3 separate regions of the Mus musculus genome follow, and all the other regions are linked to region 1. Evidence: chromatin contacts called from public Hi-C data. All regions are on one chromosome and are shown on one strand. Each heading gives the region's core, a stretch centred on a gene start, on an enhancer-like site or on the middle of the called end of the contact. The rest is flanking DNA. Distances are from core to core; before and after follow the strand shown.

The links. A called contact is a pair of places that touch in the nucleus more often than the background predicts.
Region 2: a contact with region 1 is called in a Hi-C map of liver, with 3 times the contacts expected there. The contact joins two enhancer-like sites. A contact is called at or near these places in 3 of 39 promoter capture datasets (liver and pre-B cells), 1 of 15 datasets of contacts at CTCF or cohesin (CD8 T cells), 8 of 484 Hi-C or Micro-C datasets (liver, muscle stem cells and nephron progenitors), 5 of 115 datasets of contacts at active chromatin or transcription factors (CD8 T cells, effector CD8 T cells, fibro-adipogenic progenitors and 2 more) and 1 of 9 other capture datasets (adipose tissue).
Region 3: a contact with region 1 is called in a Hi-C map of liver, with 5 times the contacts expected there. The contact joins two enhancer-like sites. A contact is called at or near these places in 3 of 39 promoter capture datasets (liver and pre-B cells), 1 of 15 datasets of contacts at CTCF or cohesin (CD8 T cells), 12 of 484 Hi-C or Micro-C datasets (CD8 T cells, Th1 cells, cortical glia and 4 more) and 4 of 115 datasets of contacts at active chromatin or transcription factors (CD8 T cells, double positive thymocytes, effector CD8 T cells and 1 more).

Annotation. Positions count from the first base shown.
Region 1 is chr3:52,500,780-52,503,479 of GRCm38.p6, reverse strand. No RefSeq gene overlaps it. Among named protein-coding and RNA genes, the nearest start is that of Gm30173, 15 kb to the left of the region's middle. Within about 2 kb of position 1,404, at least 36 of the 459 cell types and tissues checked have an H3K27ac peak or open chromatin away from gene starts, as enhancers often do. A contact at or near this core is called in adipose tissue, fibro-adipogenic progenitors, hepatocytes and 2 more, where this site is marked.
Region 2 is chr3:52,600,147-52,602,846 of GRCm38.p6, reverse strand. No RefSeq gene overlaps it. Among named protein-coding and RNA genes, the nearest start is that of Gm40047, 21 kb to the right of the region's middle. Within about 2 kb of position 1,351, at least 54 of the 459 cell types and tissues checked have an H3K27ac peak or open chromatin away from gene starts, as enhancers often do. A contact at or near this core is called in adipose tissue, fibro-adipogenic progenitors, hepatocytes and 2 more, where this site is marked.
Region 3 is chr3:52,621,304-52,624,003 of GRCm38.p6, reverse strand. No RefSeq gene overlaps it. Among named protein-coding and RNA genes, the nearest start is that of Gm30235, 27 kb to the left of the region's middle. Within about 2 kb of position 1,288, at least 5 of the 459 cell types and tissues checked have an H3K27ac peak or open chromatin away from gene starts, as enhancers often do. A contact at or near this core is called in liver, where this site is marked.

The DNA.
Region 1 (2,700 bases), core at 155-2,654:
TTAGTCCTTTCACACACAAACACACATGTACACATACCACATACCACACACTATATACCACACACTCACACACACAGTGGTCAGATGGCAGGTCTGTGGCACTATTGCTGTCTGTGTGCTAGGTGACCCTTCTTTTAAACGGTCTAAATGAGACTGTAGCATCTCTTGTTGGTCTGACTTGTCCAATAAGTTTGAAGGGCTGGTTCTCCATGAGCTTAAATATGCCCATATCCCTCCTTGTTCCCCACCTCCATTTGTAAATGTATGGGTGGCACCTTCTTCCTTGTAGCAGTAAGTTGCCAGTCTGTGCCCAGTGGCTTGCACTGGACAGATGTCACTATTTAATTTGTACACAAGAGGCAATCACCTTGCCCCTGTGTTTATGCTCAAAATGGAGCCAAATGTCCCTTTGCAAAGTAGGGTCGGCATGGGCAAAGCTCCTCCTGAGAGCTACTGTTTCACACAGTACGGACTCACTTAGGGCAGGGCAGCAGCTCCGACGTATAGTGGTGCTTCAGAGTGGACAAGACGTCATCTCCACACGAATCGTCAGCCAACACGGGGTCACTTGGATTTGCAAGAATTAGAACCGGACAGAGCACACTATAGCCAATGGATAAGGAGGAGGAAGAGGAAGAAAATGAGGAAGAAAGGAAGCCACTGGGGATGTGATCCTTGGATTAGTGACAAACTATTAACACACTTCAACTGATCTCTGCAAGCTCTGGAACGGAGCTCTACCAAAAGTATGTTAGTTCTAACAGCATGAAGTTGCTGTTCCAGGAATGTGTTTTTAAAAAGCCTTTCCTGGAAAACGGTACTTTCTTACAATAAATAAATATGAAGCTTTGTGAAGGTGTTGCTTGGAGGCTCCAGGTCGGGCTTGCTGTGTAGGTCACAGGTCAGAGCAGGCAGGGGAGGGGAGCATAAGGCAGATCTTTGCTCTTTTCCAGATGTCTTTCCTCCCTTGAATGGGAACGTGACAGTCCCTGTCCCGGGCCCTGCTGCTGTCAATGAGGGCACATACAAAGTGCTTTGCACTCTCTAAGGGAATCGTGCTTTTTGACACCATTTCCTTATCATGTGTCATGTTTAAGCCCGTGCTTTCGCAATCAGGCAGCAATGCCAAGGGTCATCTGTGACTGATTAGCCGGGTTTACTAGAGGCCATCTCTCATCCTTCTCTCTGTCCTGGCTGACTAACATCCAAAGGAAAACTGAGAAACAGACAGAAAGAAAAAATAGAACCCCACCCCATCCCACCCCCACCCTACCCCCATTCCACCCTTATGCTACCCCACCCCCTCACCCCCACTCCACCCTTACCCTACCCCACCCCACCTCCACCGCCCCATCCCCACCCCTGCCCTATCCCTACTTCACCCTTACCCTACCCCACTTCCTTACCCCCTACCCCACCCCCAAGGCTCTCCCATCCACCCAGCATCATGCTAGGTACTGTGGCCATCATTTATATATCACCCCACAAGAAAAGATTTCTCATCAGCATGCCCAGAACAAGTGGGCTCAGAAAGGCAAAGTGACTTTTGCAACCAAGATGTCAAGCAAGGGTCTCCTGGGTTGTACTTCCTCTTTAACGATGCCCTTGTCCCTGTGTGACTTTTGGAACAATCTGCCAAGCTGGCTGGCGCTGCCGTTTGGGAACTGATGGTGAATGAACGTGTTGTCATACCTAGTACAGGCTTGCTCAACGGTGCAAAGGGTGGCCGTTGCTGCTCAGATTCAAATCTCATTTAAACAAAAGTCCTGAACGGAATTCCGTCTGGTGTAGCCACAGGTTTGCCTGAATCATCTTTGCTTAGTTCTGACCTCCAGTCCCTCAATTGGCAGTGAATTTCTCAGACTTTGTCTTCTGTGGATGGGTGGGTGGTGTGAGACAGCGGAAGAAGCCAAAGGATCATGGGAAATTGTCCTGACACATCTTCTCCTTCCCTATCTCGTTTTGTTAGGTTTTTGTTTGGGGTTCTGTGTATTTGTTTGTTTTTAATTCTCCAAACTTGACTATTTCTTCCTGACCCAGAACCTTCTACAAGCTGCAAGGAACCTGACTAAAGCTCAGAGCATTCTCTGTTGGCATCCAAGATCTTTGCCTTAGACGTGTTCCTTAACCTCGTGGCCTCTCACATTCTTCTAAAGTGTGCAGCTCAGTACCTGAACATATAAACAGTGACTCTGTGCCTTGTTTCCCTCCTCAGAAGCCTCAAACCGCATTGACCCCTCAAACTACAACCTTTAAGTATATACGCCTGTTAGGCCCCTTCCCAGTTAAAATCTCTGAAGTTTGCATTACAATGAACAGATATAAAACAACAAGCAAAGACAGAAAGGTTTGAAACAGATGAGAAAAGACCAGCTCATGAGAAGATGCTAAGAGGCCTGGAGACATGGCTCCACTGCTGAGAGAACTGTTTGCTCTTGCAAGGAGGGATCTGGGTTTGGTTTTCAGCATCCTAAGAGTGATTCACAATCATTTATCATTCCAAAGGGATCTAAGGCCTTCTTCTGCCCCTCACTGCACCTGGCACACATGTGATACCCATACATGCAGGTCAAACATCATATACAATGTGTGTGTGTGTATGTGTGTGTGTGTGTATTTGAGACTCTGTGTAGCCCTTGCTGTATAGCACTGAATGATCAGTGTTTATATAGATCAGGCTGGCCTCGAACTCACAAAGTT
Region 2 (2,700 bases), core at 102-2,601, 99 kb before region 1:
AAAAGAAAGGGACTCCAATTTACTTGGAATAGTTACCCACAGGGAATGGCCACCCGCGGGTGCTTATCGGATAAGATCTCCAAGCGATAGGGAAGTTTAGATTCAATACAGCAAAATGTTCTATGAATCCTGACAAACCCACCAGGAATGGGGTGGGTGATGCATGGTTAGGCTGTTTCCCGTGGATCCGGCTCACAGATTCAGCAAAGGTGGAAAGCACCTGGTCTACTCTAACCATTTTCAGCCCTGACTGCAGAGCTGCTACCTGGAGAGTTTTAGAGGCATGATCTCCTATATCTAGCTCTTAGAACGGCGAGTATAAGATCCTACCATGAGCTGCAGCAGCTCCTCCTCCTCCTGCTCCTCCACCTCCTTTTCTTTTTCTTCCCCTCCTCCTTCTTCCTCTTCTTTTGTTCCTTCGATTATGTGATTTAAACATCAGGAGCTCCCAAGTGTGCCAGGAAGGAGAGTATAACCCTAGCTCAATCCTTCCTATTGTCCCAAACTTGGCTCATCATATGCATGATGCTATCAAAGTGCAGATGATGACTCGAATGGTCAGGGGTGGACTTGGAACTCGTTGGATTTGTTTGTTTGTTTGTTTGTTTGTTTTGTTTTAGTCCCAAATGAAGCAGGTGTTGCTGTTGGTCTCGTGACTGCTCTGGGAGGGACTGAGCCATGTCATCCAGTCCTACAAATAGATGAGTAGATTTCAGGACTGTTTCCCTTTGGTCATTTTACTATAAAGATTAGGGGCCGGCAGGGTAAGGAGATTGGATGGGGTTGGCCTCTGTTCTTAGTCTGATCCTGAGACTTGATTGATATGCAGTCTTGAGCAAAGTACTTCCCTGCTTCCCTTAAATGTAGAACTGGAGAAGAAGCTAACACATGCGCTACATCGTGGTTAGGCCCATCAGATGAATGAGACATGTGGAATGTACTGTGACCTATAAAGCCCTACAAAACATACAAGTTTATTATTACGTTAGACTTTGAAAGATACCAACATTAGCCTTCAAATACTGGTCATTTACATGTGAACACATTTTCATAGTCCTTGATTTCTCCTAAGAAAAATACGCATATATAGGCACACACAAAACAGCTGGTTTTTATCTACTAAGATGTTTTGGGTCTCTCTGTGTATGCATGCATTCACATGTGTAGTGTGTGTGCATTCTTGCCCCATTGCCTGGGGTATAAGGACTTTAACCAAGAGCATTCAAGAATGCAGAGCAAATGTTCGGGAGCAACAGCCAAATTGGTAGCTTTTCTCCTTCCCAACTCCCCACCCGCGCCCAGGAACATGCTCCTAGCCAAAATACGATGGCACAGTGCCCTGGCCAGCTTTACCTCAATGCTCTGTGTGCCTTGGCTAGGCTAAGTACTGAGGCAATGGGTTATGATAGGCCTAGCCAGAGATCGAGTACCATGCCTTCTAGGACCCTAACCTTTGCGGAGGTTTGAGCCTGCAATTCACATAGCCAGGGCCACCAACAACGCTAGCCCTACCATCTGTGAGTATTCATTCCACAACGAAACGAAACCTCTGGCCGAGTCTTGCGCCGCATTTTGGGCACCGCTGCCGAGGTTGCGCAAACACATTTGGCACGGGCCTCGGGGACCAGGCAGTTCTCTGGGTTGAATTGGAGAAACAAAATGTACTTGTCCTACTTCCGAGATGGTGTCTGAGGACTTGGCTCCCTTGGCCCAGGAACTGCCTCCCTGCTGATGTCATTCTGCCACGGAACGGCAAACAGCTCTTCCCCGGGTTCAGCAGTTCAGGAGCAGAAGTAAGAGAAGGTAGGGATCAAAAGGGAACACAAGCAGGCTTGACTCCATCCGGACAGCTTGACCACACACGCACGTTCTTACAGCTGAATCATCTGACAAGAAACGCGTCCTGGCTTTGCATGTAGCAGAAAGGCCAGCTCCAAAACCCTGGGGCAAATTTGACTGGCCACCGAGTTATCTCCCTGCAATGGGGCTTCATGGAGCTCCAGCCGCTGTTCGCTGCTCCATTCGCCCACAGGAGTATCCGATCCCGGAGGCCCAGCAGGACACTTGACACTCAGACTGACTGTTGAAATAATTTCCATGTTGCACTTGTACCCAGCATTCAAATCCCTGCGTAATATCTCAGGCAGCCAGTGATTGCACTTTCTCAGCCAAACTGAGGCGGATCCTGCTGGCCTTTAGAACGTTTCCTAACTCCAGGTTACCTCTGAGCACACAAAGTACCACAGACGGGTCAGGCTCCTGGAAAAGCCATTCTGTAGACACAGCTTTTTTTTTTTCTTCCTTTCCTTGGTTTTAAAAAGCTCGTCTTTTCCATATTTACATTTTTCCACCTGTGAAATCCAGAGTTTTGTAGATGCTCTGTTGAGGTGTGGCCTTAGAGCTGCTATCTCAGGCCACAGAATCCCACTTGAGTTCCATGACAAGAGCAAAGCCACCATGCAAACAGCGTGGGTAGTCACTAGGCGCACGTGTCTATGCCATGTGGGTGCTTACATGAGGAGGTCTTAGGAGACAGAAGAAGCTTTCCTTAAGGACTTGGCCAGCTACCTGGGGACATGTCCTTGGCTGTCCACCAGAATAACTTGGAGGCTCTGAAAAAAAAGCTCCAATATCTGGGCCCTTTACCAATCTGTATGAACTAGACTCCTCTTTGGGAGGAGGCCCCTCCAATGCTGGCTG
Region 3 (2,700 bases), core at 39-2,538, 120 kb before region 1:
ACACATGTGCACGCAAACATACACCAGACATGGAGGAGAGAGAAAGAGACGGACACAGAGACAGAGACACAGAGATAGAAAGACCAGGGGTGGGAAGGAGATTAACAAATACAATCTCAAAGAGGTATACTCTGGCATTTCGAATGGAACCTGCTTGAAACTTCACCATCTTTCTCCTGTGCCCTCACAGGCTCCTGTGCCCTTACAGACTCCTGTGATCTAAGCTATCAACTAAGGAAGAGTATGCTTAACAAGTATGTGACTGGAAACTTCTGTCTGAAAGTATGTAGGCAAAACCCACAACTCCTGAACATTAAAAAAAAAAAAAGTGAATAAAATGAACAACAGATTTGAAAAGACAAATCACACACAGCCACCCCAATACCCTTTAGAGTGTTCTCTGGCAAACGCTAGGTCAAGAAAGGACTTGTGGCAAGCGACAAGAGGTCTGAAGTTCATCCAGAAGTCAGCTTTCACTTTGAGGAAGGTCACTCGGATGTTACATAAAACAAGAAATGCTCCCAATCCAGATATCTGGAAAACCTGAATCAATTCATCAGGAGTCTTTGATGCTGGGTGCTTCCGCAGGACACGGGGGGGGGGGGGGGAGCGGGGCAAGATGCTGATGGAACTCATTATTGGAGGAATATTGCAGCGAGCAAAGAATCTTTTCATGACCGCTGTCTGTGACCTCCCACTCGGGGTACCAATCACCCATCTTTAAGGTCGTTCTCAAGTTCGCCTGTCTCTGCTACCCGGTATCCCCAATGCTTCTTTGTCAGTTCCTAATATGGTTCTGGGCCTCCGGGCTAGCCCACTCTGAGCCTTCTCCTGCTGTACGGAGTCTCTCTGGTGTAACGGCCATCATTTTCCTTCCTGGTTAAAATCTTCCCATAGTTCCTCAGAGGTTCACATTCAGATTCCTTAGTGTGCCAGCCAAGGCCCTTTCTACCAGACACACGCCATCTTCCAGATTTGAAATGCTACCTCTGCTTGTCAGTTGGACTCTTCTTTGGCATCCTTGGCCTTCCTGGGAGACCATCACCTTCGCCACGTCCTCCCTACCGATGCGCTCTGTCTGTAACCCCACCCTCTAGGCAGTCCGGCTTCCCTAGCACCGGTCCAGGGATGAGTTCCACAGGGGTACTCTCCTTGGTACATCTCTGACTGCAGCACCTGACGCTACTGTAACTGCCAAGTGTATTTGTTCATGTCCCTGGACACTAGAACAGGAGCACCCGGGGTCAGACTGGCAAGTGTGCTTGTCCATGTCCCTGGGCATCAGAACAAGAGCACCCGGGGTCAGGCTTTGCCCTTTGCCCCACTCATTTCGGTGTCCCACACACCACAGATCCCAGCAGTGATATTCCAGCCTGGTGTTCGCTCAGTTTTCACCTAAAATCCATTCCCGAGGCCAATTTCCTAGACAATTTCCTGGCTTGTCTCCCAATCCTACCACTTTCCCTCCTTTTTCTTACCTCGTTTTCATGATCGAGTCGCATAGCCATGTAGTTTCTTCTTCACTTTGAGTCTCTCTAGGAGGGAAGGTCGACAACCATTCTGCCTGAACTGACACAGAGCTGATGCTCTGGAAATAGGTGGCAAACCAAAGGATGGATGAAAGGTAATATATGAATCTATGGTAGCACATGGCAGAGGCAGAAGAGGAAAACAACATAAATGTGTATGTATCAGGTGAAATTAATTTTTAAAAAAAATTACCCCAAAGTACCCCATCTGGAAAGAAAAGACCCATAAACAGGGAGAGAAGTTCTTTCCACGTGTCCTGTGGCTTCATGCAGTTTACTACAGACAATCGCACCATGCCAAGTGTGTCAACTGAAAGTCGAGGTGAGAGCTATGAGGTGCTTTCCTTTCTGGCTCCCCAGCAGAATTTAAATACCACCGTTAGCTATTCACAACAGTAGGTTTCTCTTACAATAATATAGTGCTAAGAACACGGTTTAAAACAAGCATGTGAAAATTCAATCTAGAAATTGTTTACCAAGTTCCACTTCCTCTCGAGAACTCATCGCTGGAAGTTGATTTAATTTGTAAAATAACGTGTATTTATTCTTTAGCAACTTCACACATGTGTATAACATATTTTGGTCACATTCACTACCATCCCATTATCCTTTCTTAGCCCCCCTCCTATTCCTGCTGAACTCTTCTTCACAAATTTTCCTCCTATTTTTTTTTTTTGTGTGTCATTAAAGATTTGTTTTTAAAATTTTTTTAAGTGCTTGTATAAGACAGACTGAGGATACCCTCAGGGGTCAGAGGTGTCAGAACCCTAGAGCTGGAGTTTGGGGTGGTTTTGAACCACCACACATAGGTCTGGGAACTGATCTTGGGTCTTCTCCTAGAGAAGTATGTGCTACTAACCACTGAATCATCCCTCCAGCCTCTCGTGTCTTTTGTATGTGAGAGACAGAAACCCACTGAGCTCAGGGTTCATCCTATGGCCTTGGGTGATGGAGGGTTATTTAATGGAATATGGGCAACTTAACGTAGGGTACAATGCTGAAGAAAATTACTCCATTAGCTACCAATAGTTCCTCATGGGGGGAAGGGAGGCCTCGTGAACCCCACCCCCATTGCTGATGGGCTCGATGTTGTGCACATCTTATGCAGATAGCCACAGGTAATTGAGGTCCAGACCACAGCAACTGAGCCACGCCCAGAGGACAGCACTTC